Linked DNA regions of Capra hircus: region 2 is linked to region 1. The links are chromatin contacts, called in public Hi-C maps. All regions are on one chromosome and are shown on one strand. Each heading gives the region's core, a stretch centred on a gene start, on an enhancer-like site or on the middle of the called end of the contact. The rest is flanking DNA. Distances are from core to core; before and after follow the strand shown. Region 1 holds the start of KLHL30 (kelch-like protein 30). Region 2 has its middle 12 kb from the start of UBE2F.

Region 1 (6,755 bases), core at 1,290-3,789:
CCTGACCTGGGGGTCGTGGCGCACCCAGCGCAGCAGCGCCTCCAGCCGGCTCTGCTCCGGCTGCACCTGCAGCACGTCGCCGGCCAGGCAGGTGGCCAGCCGCTCCTGGGACAGCTGCAGGAACTCGTCCTCCTGGGCCACGGCCTCGAAGTTCTCTCGCAGGAAGGCCCAGGCCTTGGCAGCCACACCCAGCAGCCCCTGCTGTTCCCCAAACTCGCAGATGCCCAGGCAGTTGGAGGCGTCGAGCTGCTGCTGCAGGTAGCGGCCACAGACCTTCTGCACGGCGGGGAAGTGCAGGCGCGCGGCCGTGCGGGTCAGCGCCTCCACGTTGCCCTGGGTGACAGTCAGCCGGCCTGTGTACACGAAGTCCACCAGCTGCGCCACCACAGCGGGCTCCACGTCCCGCAGCTCCACACGCGCTGAGAAGCTCTCCGCGAAGTCGCCCGCGAACATGGCGTGGAAGTAGGGGCTGCTCAGCGCCAGGAGCCCGCGGTGGCAGGGCAGCTCCCGGCCACCCACCAGCAGGGTGACGTCCACCAGCTTGGGCTGGGAGCGCAGCCTCTGCAGGCCGTCCAGTACGTCCTGGGCATGCGAGGGCAGGTGGAAGTCCAGGTCGTCCACGTTCCGCACCATGACAGTGAGGTTCACCTACTCACGGGCGTCCGCGCGGGCTCCTGGGGAGAGGAGCCAGCAGGGTCAGCCAGGGGGACTGTCTCACCCGAGTCACCCGTCAGGCTGACCGCTGGTCTGAGCATCAACCACGTGTGAAGTGCTTCGCCCAGCCTCTCACCTAAACCAGCCCCGAGGCCCTGGGAGGCAGAGGCGTTGTCTTTCCCAGGTGAGGCGGTTGAGGCTCAGAGAGGCTAGGCAATCAGGGCAGGGTGGGCCAGCAAGAGAACCAAGCCTCAGCCCCTCTCTGCACCTCTGGACTGTGCGGAACAGACCCCCTGGGGCACGGGGGTCCCTGCCACCCCCAACACTCCTAGTGGCCTCTTCTACTCCCAGATCCCCCTTGCTGGGAAGGGCATCCGCAACTGAATATATTCAGCCCCGCAGGTCCTTACTGGCCTGTGGTTACAGGGAACCTCGCCTGCCATGACCTTGCTGGGTGACCTTGAGTGAGCCACGCCCCTCTGTGGTCCTAGCCTCATCATCTGCAGACTGAGAGGCTGGAGGTGAAAGGGCTGGGGGATCAGCCGTGCCCTCACGGTGCCCCCCATGGACCAGGCCATCCTGGATTTTGCACAAACACTCGCCATTCAGCCCTCATGAGAACTCCGCCAGCCGTCGGCTGCTGTTCCCGTCCCTTTAAAGCTGGGGAAGCAGAGGCAAAAAGAGGCTCAAGTCCCTTGTCCAAGACTACACATCTCGGGGGTCCCGGGCCCCCGGACCCCCCAGGTAACATGTCACTGGATGTAGGTTGGTAAAGACAAACAACCAAAAGAGAGCAATCTCAGCTCGAATCGCCTGATCCAGCAAACGCACTTCTGGGCTAATTTAATTATGCACATATTTCCTTACGATCTTCTGAAATTTTTGCCCTAAGAAAACCGCCCCGGAGAAAAGAAAGTTCTGTGCAGCTTGTCTTCCCCCGAGTGACCACACAGCAAGAAGCTGCACCCTGAGATGCCGTGAGTCCACCAGGGGGCGCCTTAGCAGCCAACAAAGCGAAGGCCAGTGCAAAATGCCGGGTCCACCCAGTGCCATCGAAACGACAAAGCCCAGAGCTCCCGTACGGAGACCTTGCACTGCGGACGCCCAGGTCCCGTGCCGGCGGCAGGAACGTGAGCAGGGAGGCACACAGAGAACCCACCCAGAGGCCCAAGAGCCTGCCTGGGCTCCGCTGGGTCAGGAGGGGTCCCGGGCCCTGGTGGGCGTGCAGCCTGCCTCACCCCTCCCCGTAAGGCCCTCTGGCTGGGGGGAAGGCAGCACGTCCCTCCCAGGGGAGCACAGGAGATTAGCCAGGCGGCTCCCGCCCCAGGCAGCCGGGGGCCAGCGGGCGGGAGCACCTGGCACCTTCCCGGAGAGCCTCAGATCATCTGCTGACACCTGCCGCCCTGCAGTCCTCGCTGGGGGCTGAGGCTTCCGGGGGGCTCAGAGCCCCCTGCCCAGTGCCTGCCAGGCCGGGAGTGAGGAGGGCAGAGTGGGCAGGACAGCAAAGGGCCTCAGTCCAGCCCTGGCTGGGGCTGGACGTCACGGCCCTGGCTGCAGGCGGAGGTGTGGTCCAGCATGCCCCTCACTTCTCCAGAAGGACCTGGAGGGAAGCAGGCCCGCTGAGCCCCCATCCCTGCCCCCGAGGGCTGGGTCTAGGCTGTGTGCAGGTCTCTCCCCAAGGCACCCAGGCTGGGGTCTCCAGGCCCACTGGGCTGTCCACTAAAACTCCCCCTCCCCTGCTGGTCCCAGCCCCGGTCCTCACCTCCCACTTCTGGCTGCCCCCCAATCCTACCTCTCAGTGGGTCTCTGAGACCTTGTCTCAGAACTCGGGCTGGAGAACACGACTGCCCAGCCGGCCAAGGGGCATGGAAGACCTGCTGGGATATGACAGGGCCGGGCTGGGCTGGGCTGGGCTGGGCTGGCAGCCACGTGGGGACAGAAGGGTATTTTTAGTCTCTGTCAGCATGGGCGGTGGGCGGTGGCCAGTAGGGGGAGGAGAGAGGTGACAGCTCCTCTCTGCCTGTCCTCTCTGAATGGCCATGCTGGCCGGGAGCCTCCTGTGACCTCTGGGCCAGGACAGACGGCAGGAAGCACCGGGGGAGCGGCGCGTCTGGGCTTACCCCTTACTCCCAGTGAGGCGTGCTGGCTCTCTCCCTTCTGTTTTTTCATTGGCAGGAGGGGCACAGTGAAGCCTGAGCCGGGGACTCAGGGGCCCCATGGAGCCCCCAGTTCAAGGCCAGGGTGTCATGGGGGCCCGGCACGTACCAGCTTTCCTGTGGTTGTTGACAGGAGCTCACATGGCCTCTTATTTTCTACCACGTGGGGAAAAGTGCCCATGGTGAGGAAATGGGGTTGCTCAGCAAAGACTTCCAAAACCTGGGGTCCCTGGTGCCGGGGAGTCTTGGTGGTAAAGGAAGGGCTCAGAGAGGCGCCTCCCAGGCTGGTGATGGGGGTGTGCAGTCCCGAGGCTCTGTCCGCTTGTATTGCGGCCTTGGCCTTGGGCCTACCCTGCTGTCTTTATTAGTAGTAATGCCCAGGAAGGCTAAGAAACGGGATGGCCTAAAAATACAGCCGCGGAGGCTCGTGGCCTCCTGGGAGGCCTGGGTTCACGGCAGTCTCAGGGGAACTCCTGACGCCTGAATCTCTGCAGCTTCTGGAGTCACAGGCCCTACCAAGTCTGGGGTGAGCTGGAGGGGCTGCAGGGCATCTCTCATGCCAGGGGACAGAGGGAGCATCTCTCATGCCAGGGGGCAGAGGGGGCATCTCTCATGCCAGGGGGCATAGGAGGGCATCTCTCATGTCAGGGGGATAGGAGGAATCTCTCATTCCAGGAGGCAGAGGGGGAGTCTCTCATGCCAGGGGGCAGAGGAGGTGTCTCTCATGCCAGGGGCAGAGGCGGCATCTCTCATGCCAGGGGACAGAGGAGCATCTCTCGTGCCAGGGGATAGAGGGGGCATCTCTCATGCCAGGGAGCAGAGGACCATCTCTCATGCCAGGGGCAGAGGGGGCATCTCTCATGCCAGGGGCAGAGGGAGGCATCTCTCATGCCAGGGAGCAGAGGACCATCTCTCATGCCAGGGGCAGAGGGGGCATCTCTCATGCCAGGGGCAGAGGGGGGCATCTCTCATGCAAGGGGCAGAGGGAGGCATCTCTCATGCCAGGGAGCAGAGGACCATCTCTCATGCCAGGGGCAGAGGGGGCATCTCTCATGCCAGGGGACAGAGGGGGCATCTCTCATGCCAGGGGCAGAGGGGGGCATCTCTCATGCCAGGGGGCAGAGGGGGCATCTCTCATGCCAGGGGCAGAGGGAGGCATCTCTCATGCCAGGGAGCAGAGGACCATCTCTCATGCCAGGGAGCAGAGGGGGCATCTCTCATGCCAGGGGACAGAGGGGGCATCTCTCATGCCAGGGGCAGAGGGGGGCATCTCTCATGCCAGGGGGCAGAGGGGGCATCTCTCATGCCAGGGGGCAGAGGGGGCATCTCGCATGCCAGGGGCAGAGGGGGCATCTCTCATGCCAGGGGGCAGAGGGGGCATCTCGCATGCCAGGGGCAGAGGGGGCATCTCTCATGCCAGGGGGCAGAGGGGGCATCTCTCATGCCAGGGGACAGAGGGGGCATCTCTCATGCCAGGGGGCAGAGGGGACATCTCTCATGCCAGGAGGCAGAGGGACGTTTCCAGCTCCAGGCCTTCAGGCACCAGGGAGGCCAGCTGGGGGGCTCTGCCTGTCAGCCCCTCCATCTTGTACCTGCTCGGGCCTCACCAGTACAACCAGTTTCTAGGTGTGCTGGGACGTGGAGGAGTCAGGTGGCCAAGGCTGACCGGCCTCCCAAAGCCCATTGGGGACTCGTTGGTGCTCTTACAGGGCAGAGGGGCCTGGAGGCACCAGGGTGATGGGCCCCTCTCCTGGCAAGGTAAGGGAATTTCCCCAGGGTGTCTGGGTGTCAGGACAGCACGTGTTTGGGACAGCTGTCTCCTCCCGGGCATGCGGGAGCTGGCCTGGCTTCCTGCTGGGGCGCTCGTTGTGAGCCAGCCCGCCTCTGCTCTCATGTGGGAGTGTGTTCATCACACAGAGACTGCAGGGATCGCCTGCCCGCCCACACGTTCGCGGGGCCTCCCACACGCTGCTCACTCACAGCTGTCCTGAGTCCGTACTTCCCTCCCCAGCCCAGTCCAGCCAGGTTAGTCATATCCTAGCCCAGCTCAGCCCAGTCACAGCCCAGCTCAGCCCAATCCAGTCATATCCCTGTTTAGCCCAGCACAGGCCAGCCCAGTCATAGCCTAGTTCAGTCCAGCTCAGTCATACCCCAGCCCAGCCCAGGCCAACTCAGTCATATCCCAGTTCAGTCCAGCCCAGTTCAGCCTAGCTCAGCCCAGTTCAGCCCAGCTCAGCCCAGTCCAGCCCAGTCATATCCCAGTTCAGTCCAGCCACATCACAGTTCAGCCCAGCCCAGTCATATCCCAATTCAGTCCAGCCCAGTTCAGCCCAGCCCAGCCCAGGCCAGACCAGTCATATCCCAGTTCAGTCCAGCCTAGCTCAGCCCAGTCCAGTCATATCCCAGTTTAGCCCAGCCCAGTCCAGCCCAATCATAGCCCAGCTCAGCCCAGTCATATCCCAGTTTAGCCCAGCTCAGCCCAGTCCAGGCCAGTCATATGCCAGTTCAGTCCAGCCCAATTCAGCCCAGCTCAGCCCAGTCCAGCCCAGTCATATCCCAGCCCAGCCCAGCTCAGCCCAGCCCAGCTCAGCCCAGTCCAGCCCAGTCATATCCCAGTTCAGCCCAGCCCAGCCCGGCCCATGGCCCTGCCCCTTCCCCAGAGCCCCAGGACTCCCCCAGGCTCCCTTAGCATCAGCCTCACTCCCGGGGCTTCATGAAGCCTCCAGCTCTCGCTGTGTCCAGGGCCATCCTGGAGAAGGTGCTGCAGGGGGAGCAGAGGCTTTGGTTTTGCCTCCCAACCCCAGCCCCTACTCTGTTTGCGGGCAGAGCACGAAGGGTTAATGCACCCCTGACTTGGGCCGTAGGAGGCAGGACAGGCGATGCTGACGACAGGCCAGGGTCATGGGCAGCTCCCCGCCCCCTGCCTGTGTACAGCACTGGGCACCAAGAACGGACGCCCTACGGGGACCCAGCGCCTCGGATGACAGGTCAGTTTGGGAAACTCGAAACCAGGGGCTCAACAGATCTTCATCGTCGGATTGCTCCCCAGTGGGGCAATTTTTAAAAATACGCTGCCTGTTCCTTTTCATGATGATAAAAATAACACATGTTCATGGCGGGAGATTTGGAAAACACAGAAAGCCATGAAGCAGACAACCAGCAGCAGACAATCCCGGTGAGCACGCGGGGGTCAGGACTGCGGCGCGGCCCGGGTTCTGTTTGATACTCTGTGGCGAGCATTTCTGATGTGATGAGCCATTTCTGATGCGATGAGTCTTTGGACCGCACGATTTTTAATTCCATCATAATGGGGACACATCACGCTTTAAGAAGGTGGAGGACGTGCAGGTTGGGAGCCATGTGGACTGTGATGACACAGGCGTCACCTCTGTGCCTTGCCCCGGAACAGATTGGGAGTGTGAGATGACCGCGGTAAAGCACACAATCATCTTTACAGCCTGATGCGTGGACAGAGGGTCGTCCAGCTCGGGTGATCGAGGCACTTACCAGCAGGAGGTAAGACCACCCCACCCCCTACGCTCAGCCTGGCCCCGTCCTGCTGTGAGGTCCTGCACAACCACACCCGCCCATCCCCTCAGAGGGTGTTTCACGGATTTACTTGCTCGCAGTATCTCTTATTCCATCTGGGATCTATCTGGGGCATGGGGTGCTGCAAGGTCATACATTTTCTTCCCCAAATCGTTCCCGACACTCTCAGCTCTGTTATTAACAATCCCTTCTTTCCCCGCTGGATTTGCTGCAGCATCTCTGTTGCAAAAGGGCAATGTTTTCTGTGTGAAGTGTCTCTTCTGCTGATTTGAATGACCATATTCTAGGGTCAGAACAACCCTATTCTATCAATGGACTCAGTTCAGTCATATCCGACTCTTTGCGACCCCATGAGCCACAGCACGCCAGGCCTCCTTGTCCATCACCAACTCCCAG
Region 2 (7,778 bases), core at 1,210-3,709, 130 kb after region 1:
AGTCAGCTGGCTCATCAGGGCAGTCCCACCTCCAGAGACAGCCACTCCCCTGCAGCCACGGCTCTCTCACTAGAGACTGGGGTGAAGAACCAACATTCCAGGAACTCCTCTCCACACCCTCCTGACTGACATCTGATGGCAGAACTCCAGTGACGCCCACGCTGTGGTTTCTGCTTCTGAAGAGGAGAAGCCTCCGTTCAGAGAGGACCTGGGCCCCTGCTTGCTCTGCTGGCGTTAGGGGACCCAGCACAGCCCTTGCCCAGCACAGCCCTTTGAAAGAAAGTGAAAGTGAAGTCACTCAGTCGTGTCAGACTCTTTGTGACCCCATGGACTGTAGCCTGCCAGGCTCCTCTGTCCATGGGATTTTCCAGGCAATGGTGGGCTGCCGTCTCTGGGGTCGCACAGAGTTAGACACGACTGAAGCGACTTAGCAGCAGTACTGGAGTGGATTGCCATTTCCTTCTCCAGGGGATCTTCCCAACCCAGGGATTGAACCCGGGTCTCCAGCATTATAGACAGATGTTTTACCCAGCACAACCCTTTAGTAGGGGGGAAAAAAAAAACAAAACAGATCCTAAAAGCCTTCAGATCTTTTGACCCAGTAATTCCACTCTAGGGACTGACCTGGTGAGTAATCCAATTGTTGCAGAACTTGGAAGCAACCTCAAGCTCAGTATTGGGGGGAGGGTAACTAAATGACCGCTCATTTGCTTACAAGAATATGACACTGTGATTACGCTTGATTGTTAGGCAGATTATGTAGAATCTGAACATACTTATTAAATTGAATAAACAATCAACATTCAGATTGTATAAATTCAATGACCATCATTCTGAAAAACCAACAAATGGGCAGAGACTGGAACTAAATGAACAAGTGAATATAATTTTTGTTTCAGACTGGTAGGATTTTGAGTGAATTTTCCTTCCAAACTTTATTTTGTCTTCAGGACAATACAAAGGTCTCTTCTAAACATGACTGACCCTTACCTTGAGCACAGGTCTTGTGTCAAATAAATGATTTCACTGCTGCTACTCACTAGAGAAGCAAATAGGAAGCAGCATAAGGCTTCCTTGAACAGATGGTTTAAAAAACCAGGCAATGCAGGGACTTTCCTGTGGTCCGTGGTTAAGACTCTGTGCTCCCAATACAGGGAGCTAAGATCCCACATGCTGCACCCAAAAATAAATAAGGAAGAGAAAACTGTTTTGAAGTAGATGGTGACTAGTAGCGATCATATATGAGTTTTATGTCAAGTCTACATGGTTGTATGAATGCTCCTCCTCCATATGCTAAGCATACAGTACAGTCAAGTCCAACAGAATTCTGAACATGAGGTTTTCTACAAGAAAAGACGGTCTGCCTCACGGCAGCCCCGAGACACACACTGCAGGGAAAGGTGAGAGGCCGGGACGAAGACCCAGGGAGCACCAGGGCAGGTTACAGTGGAGGAGGAGGGGGGGGAGGACACAGAGAACAGGATGGAGAGAGACGCAAAGGCAGCCACGCTCACCATAGGTACTGCCTATTATTCTGGAAGTTCCGGCTGACTCAGTAAGGCACACGCCAGGAACAGGAAACGGGCAAGAGAAAGGAACAGGCCACATGACCAGACCACGTGATCAGAACCCTAGTGCAGATCCCGAGGCAGCTGAAAACCACAAACAAGTAAAACTGAACACACTGCTCTGTATGAAAAAAATCAATAGGCATGTTTCATGTCCCAACACCAGCTGGGAAGTTATCAAGAAGTCCTTTTCAGAGTCATGGGGAAGGGGCTGGGAGAAAGACATATGAAATATTTAAGTAAGCTTAAAAGAGGCGTGACTTGGGTAAAGGAAATTACAAACTCTCTGCCTCTCAGAATGTAGATGTCTGGATCAGGGAAGGGTTCAAAGACACCGTCTGCACGGAAAAGCCCACGTTGCTAGAGGGGACCACCGAGAACCAGCTGCCAGGGACAGGGGTCCCCAGGGCTGGTCAGAGCCTGCACAGGATGTCAGATGGAGGATAGGTTAATATCGCCCCATCACTGCTGGCCTGTTCTCAGCAACATCAGCCAGGAAGCCACCCAAGTCTCCACCCACAGGTCCTTGAGAAAATAGAGGGCATCAGCAAGCCAGAAGCTGGGAAAGGGCAGCTGCTCACAGAACCAGCGGACAGGCACCTCCTGGCACAGAAAAGTGTCCATTGTCTGTCACAAAATGGGAAACTCAGTGGCGTAATTGCCTGAATAGTATAATGACGTTGTGTCAAAATGGTCTGTTTGGATAGAGATAAGTTTACACACTAGCAGAAAGTATTTAGAAGCATATTGTATTAGCTTTTCTAGAGCCGATGAAACAAATTACTGAAAAAGGCGTGCCTTGAACAGAAGAAATTCATTGTCTCTCAGCTGGGAGCCTGGAAGCCCGAGGTCAGGGCGTGGGCAGAGTCGGTTGCCTCTCTCCCAGCTTGCGTCTCCTCCCCTTGCCCTCCCCTCATCCCTCTGTGCCCAGATGTCCCCTCCTTACAGGGACACCAAGCACGCTGGACTGGGCCCCGCCCCAGTGACCTCACCCTATTTCAGCTAGCTCTGTAAAAGCCCTATCTCTAAGGTCACATTGTGAGGCTCCAGGGGAGTTAGGACTTAACATGAATTTGGAGGGGACACAATTCCACTCTTGACACTCACACACCAACAGTCGCTCTGGGCTACAGTGTTAGAGGGAAGCACCCTGACTGAAACCGCCCCACCCTGGCCGGGCACCATAGTAACCATTTGCGTGAGTTATTTTACGACAGGGGCTCCTGTTAAGGAACACGGAACTAATAAGCCACCACTAACTGGAAGAGTTCAGGAAAGGTCAAAAGGAGACACCACATGACTGACCACTTCCCAGAATTCTTGTCGCTGGCTTCCATCTTGGCTGAGCAACACGTGCACCCCCAGGAAGGACTCTGGGTCAGAATAAATTGGCCAAAGACCACCAAGGGGATGACAGAGGATGAGATGGCTGGATGGCATCACTAACTCAATGGACACGAGTCTGAGCAAACTCCAGGAGACAGTGAAGGACAGGGAAGCCTGGCGTGCTGCAGTCCACAGGGTCACAAAAACATGACTGAATGATTGAACAGCAAGGAGCGTGGCAGAGTCCTCTGAGGCAGGCCGTTATGTATAATTGGAATGCTGCCACTGCTGCTGCTAAGTCGCTTCAGTTGTGCCCAACTCTGTGCAACCGCACAGATGGCAGCCCACCAGGCTCCTCAGTCCCTGGGATTCTCCAGGCAAGAATACTGGAATGCGTCGCCACTTCCTTCTCCAATGATTAGAATAACAAAACAGAAACAATAAAAAATGAGTCAAAGGAACAGTTCCAGCATGGAGTCAGAGTCGGCTTCTTCTCTGTGCCTAACCTCTAAAGAACAGCCCACTAATAAAATGAGCATTTTCCGTGCCTTTTAAAAATGAATATCATAGGTCACTGGGCTGAAAATTGAGAGAGGAGCTCTGAAATTCTGCTGCTTCTACAGAGCAGCAAAAAATTGGCCCAAACAGTCACAGTCCATTTTATGAGACTCTGGAAATTAACCAGAGACTGGCAACAAGTCTGAACAAGACTCAACAACAAAGCGACAAGTCAGGAAGCACTGATCCCAAGGAGCAGGTGAATCTCAGCGAGCGCAGTTGGAACCTGTGGGGCCCATGTGTGCTGGTCCTATCCCCTGCCTCCCAGCCCCGCAGGAGCCGGAAAGCTAGAGAGACTGAAACACAAGCAGACCAGGAGCAGCCTGGGTACAAAACCAGAACTCTGGCCACAGCCTGCAGCGGCGGCCCAGGACCCTGACCCGCTCCCCACAATACACGGCCCAGGAAACAGCCTGCTCTAAGTCAGACTTGCAAGGAATGGGATTGTTTTCATTCTAGGAATCTAAACAATTACTTCCTAACAATCTGCCTCAAATGGCCAGGACCGGATGAATAACTGACAGCTTCCCTAAATTTTGTCCCCACGTCCAGTTCAGGACCAATCAGAGAAAGCCAAATACACTCATCACGTGGGCCACCCAAGGCCCACAGCCCCAGCAGGCACTCTGGAGGCTTCCTGTCTCCCAGCAGAAAGCCCTCTTTCCTCTGCCTGCCTTTGTGTGTGTGTTTGTGAATGCTCATGTGTGCACACTCGGTCATGTCCAACTCTTTGCGACCCTATGGACTGCAGCCCACCAGGCTCCTCTGTCCATGGAATTTTCCAGGCAAGAATACTGGAGCAAGCTGCCATTACCATATCCAGGGGATCTTCCTGACCCAGGGATCGAAACTGTGTCTCCTGCTTTGGCAGGCAGGCTCTTTGCCAGCTGAGCCACCTGGGAAGCTCTGCCTGCCTTTGAGTCTTTGCAAACACAAGTAATGGCGGCTGGCCCTCTTTCTACAGCCAGCTCTGAGTAGATACGTTTTTGGTTTTTTTTAGGGATGTTTAAAACATAACAATGTGCACTTAAGGACTTGCCTTGAGATCCAGGGGTTAGGACTCCACGTTTCCATGGGGTGCGGGTTTGATTCCTGTTTGGGGACTGAGATCCCACAAGCCTCTCAGAATGGGCGAAAAAAACACAGACCCTTACACTTATTAATAATTACACTACCTATGCCTAAATATAGCTGAATATAATTAATACTATGGAATGGACATATGTGTATGCGTGTCTGTTATTGTCTGTCTATACTCTCTACTTATCGTATGCTTTAATGGAGGCTTTGCTCTTCTCATTGGTTGGTCTTTCCTGATTTCCATAAAAATAACAGCCCATGTTCCCGGCAGGGGAAGAACAGATCTTCATAAAGAATTATCCTCTTTTGACTTGTCTGGTAACTAACTCCCAGAAAGACAAGTTCAAATGATTTATCCTTATTTCCTGACTTGCACCTTGGCCCCAGGGCTTAAGCCACAATGTAGGGGGCATTTGTCAAAAATATTCACAGACAAATTGTTGCTGCCTAAGGCAATGGCACCCCACTCCAGTACTCTTGCCTGGAAAATCCCATGGACGGAGCGGGTCAGGGTCCTGGGCCGCCGCTGCAGGCTGTGGCCAGAGTTCTGGTTTTGTACCCAGGCTGCCCCTGGCGGTTCCCTGCGGGGCTGGGAAGCAGGGGATAGGACCAGCACACATGGGCCCACAGGTTCCAACTGCGCTCGTTGAGATTCACCTGCTCCTTGGGATCAGTGCTTCCTGACTTGTCGCTTTGTTGTTGAGTCTTATTCAGGCTTGTTGCCAGTCTTTGGTAGGCTGGTAGGCTGCAGACCATGGGATCGGGAAGAGTCGGACACAACTGAGCGACTTCATTTTCACTTTTCGCTTTCATGCATTGGAGAAGGAAATGGCAACCCACTCCAGTGTTCTTGCCTGGAGAATCCCAGGGACAGGGGAGCCTGGTGGGCTGCTGTCTATGGGGTTGCACAGAGTCGAACACAACTGAAGCAACTTAGCAGCAGCAGCAGCAGCAGAAAGGCAATAGTTAACACCTGGGGCAAAGGATATGTGTGCTAAATCATTTCAGTCATGCCTGACTCTCTGGGACCCTATGCACTATAGCCTGTCAGGCTCCTCTGTCCATTGGTTTCTCCAGGCAAGAATACTGGAGTGGGTTGCCATGCCCTCCTCCAGGGGATCTTCCTGACCCAGGGATCAAACCCAAATCTCTCTGCTGCATTGGCAGGCACGTTCTTTACCGCCGGATCCACCAACCAAAGAGCTTTCTTCCTTTTCTTGGAGAGTTGTATTAGAAATCAAAATCTGGGTGCTGGGCATGCCCGTCGCCACTGGGGTTTGGACCTGGCTGGAGAAGTTATAGGTGCAGCCCACTGGATACCGGATAGGTTTGCTGGTTTCTCCTTGTCAGAACGGGTCTGCGGTCACAGAGCTAGCAGAAAGCTGTCCTCCAGAGGTCCGGCTGAGAATAGGTAGCCATCAGCTACGAATGGCCAGGCGCACAGACACACAGAGCGAGTGGGGCTAGCGGGAATCCTCCAGGGTGCAGGTGGACCCAGGTAAGACGCGGTGAGGGACCAGAAGGTGAGAAGAAGGAATCAGCATGCTGGTGGGCCAGGAGGCATGGAGAGCGTGGCGTCTGTACCAGGGGGACCACAAGGAAACTGTCACCAGGCCAGGCTGCAAGGCTGCTGAGCAGCCCTGTGTTCTCAGTACATGCTGGGGGCAGAGCACCACCCTAACGGCCCATCAGACAGCTGTGCAGGCAGGCGAGCTCCTCTTCATGTGTCCCTGTAGCACCCTCTACTGGGGCCTTAACACTGTGTTCACTGGTAGAGGCAAAAGGCTTCAAGAATTCTTTCACCACTGCAGAGCCGGTACTGAAGGGTGAATTTGGAGCTGGGAGGGGATAGATTGATCACCGGCACCAATCAGGACAGCTCCCTAAGTATTCCTGCCTATTAATCCTAACATGGGCATCAACTGCCCATCAGTTTCAATTCACTGGTTTTGTTCACATCAGGGTCATATTTTCCTGTTTCTCTGCATCTGGTAATTTTTGCTCGGAAGCCTGATACTGTGAATTTCAAGTTGTCACGTGGTAGATACTCTGTAGTCCTAGGAATATCCTTAGCTTTGTTCCAGGATGCACTTACACCCCATGTTGGAAACAGACAGATTCTCCTGGGTCTTGCTTTTAAGACTTGTTAGACTGGATCAGAGAAGAAGGCAATGGCACCCCACTCCAGTACTCTTGCCTGGAAAATCCCATGGATGGAGGAGCCTGGTAGGCTGCGGTCCATGGGGTTGCTAAGAGTCGGACACGACTAAGCAACTTCCCTTCCACTTTTCGCTTTCATACATTGGAGAAGGAAATGGCAACCCACTCCAGTGTTCTTGCCTGGAGAATCCCAGGGACAGGGGAGCCTGGTGGGCTGCCGTCTATGGGGTTGCACAGTGTCGGACACGACTGAAGTGACTTAGCAGCAGCAGACTGGATCAGGGGGCTTTCCCAGGTGGTGCCAGCGGTAAAGAATCCACCTGCCAATGCAGGAGATACAAGAGACGCAGGTTCAATTCCTAGGTTGGGAAGATTGCCTGGAGAAGGCAATCTCCAGTAGTCTCGCCTGGAGAATCCTGTGGACAGAGGAGCCTGGCGGGCTACGGTCCATAGGGTCGCAAAGAGTCGGACATGACTGAAGCGACTTAGCACGCAGACTGGACCAGAGCCACGCTCAGATCAGGGTAATTATTTCTGTTACTGAGCTAACCCCCCAGTGTACTCTACCCAGTGTCCCAGGAGTCACAACGTCTTCCGGGTTGGCTGGTGGTAACTGGCGATTCCCAGGTTGATGTGAGCTCCAGGCACCATTCCCCCTTTGGCTGGTTCAGCTTTGGGGGCTCCCCACACCCCACACCCGTGTGCTGGTCGGCGCTCTGCAGAACGCTCTGTAGGTCTCCAAGCCTTCCTCTGCGCTCTCGCCTCCCCAGGGCTCTGTCCTGAGAACTCCGGTCTCCCTGGACTCTCAGCTCCGTCTCTCAGCTCAGGTCCATCGGGCTCTGCTTCAGCCTTCCTCTCTGTGCTGCAAGTGGGAGCCTTCCAGGCAGAGAGCCGGGGCCGTGGTAGGGGTCCCCTCTCTTGTCACCCACCTCTCAGAGGCTACTGTCCCCGTTGTCTGGCATGCAGTGTCTTGAAAGCTATCTTTCGTATTGCATATATTTCGTCTGGTTTTCTCTGTTGGTGTTCCAGGTGGCTGTGTAAATCTGGTCCCTGCGACTGCATTGTGGTTGGTGGGAGTCTCCTAAG

The links. A called contact is a pair of places that touch in the nucleus more often than the background predicts.
Region 2: a Hi-C map of blood shows a contact between it and region 1, with 5 times the contacts expected there. The contact joins the enhancer-like site here to the promoter of KLHL30 in region 1. A contact is called at or near these places in 2 of 5 Hi-C or Micro-C datasets (both in blood).

What each region holds. Positions count from the first base shown.
Region 1 is chr3:3,256,367-3,263,121 of ARS1.2, forward strand. KLHL30 (kelch-like protein 30) reads right to left here and starts at 2,540. Exons shown (of 8, transcript XM_018040298.1): 1 at 2,447-2,540; 2 at 1-674. The coding sequence starts at 633.
Region 2 is chr3:3,388,317-3,396,094 of ARS1.2, forward strand. No RefSeq gene overlaps it. Among named protein-coding and RNA genes, the nearest start is that of UBE2F, 12 kb to the left of the region's middle. Within about 2 kb of position 2,460, at least 1 of the 5 cell types and tissues checked has an H3K27ac peak or open chromatin away from gene starts, as enhancers often do.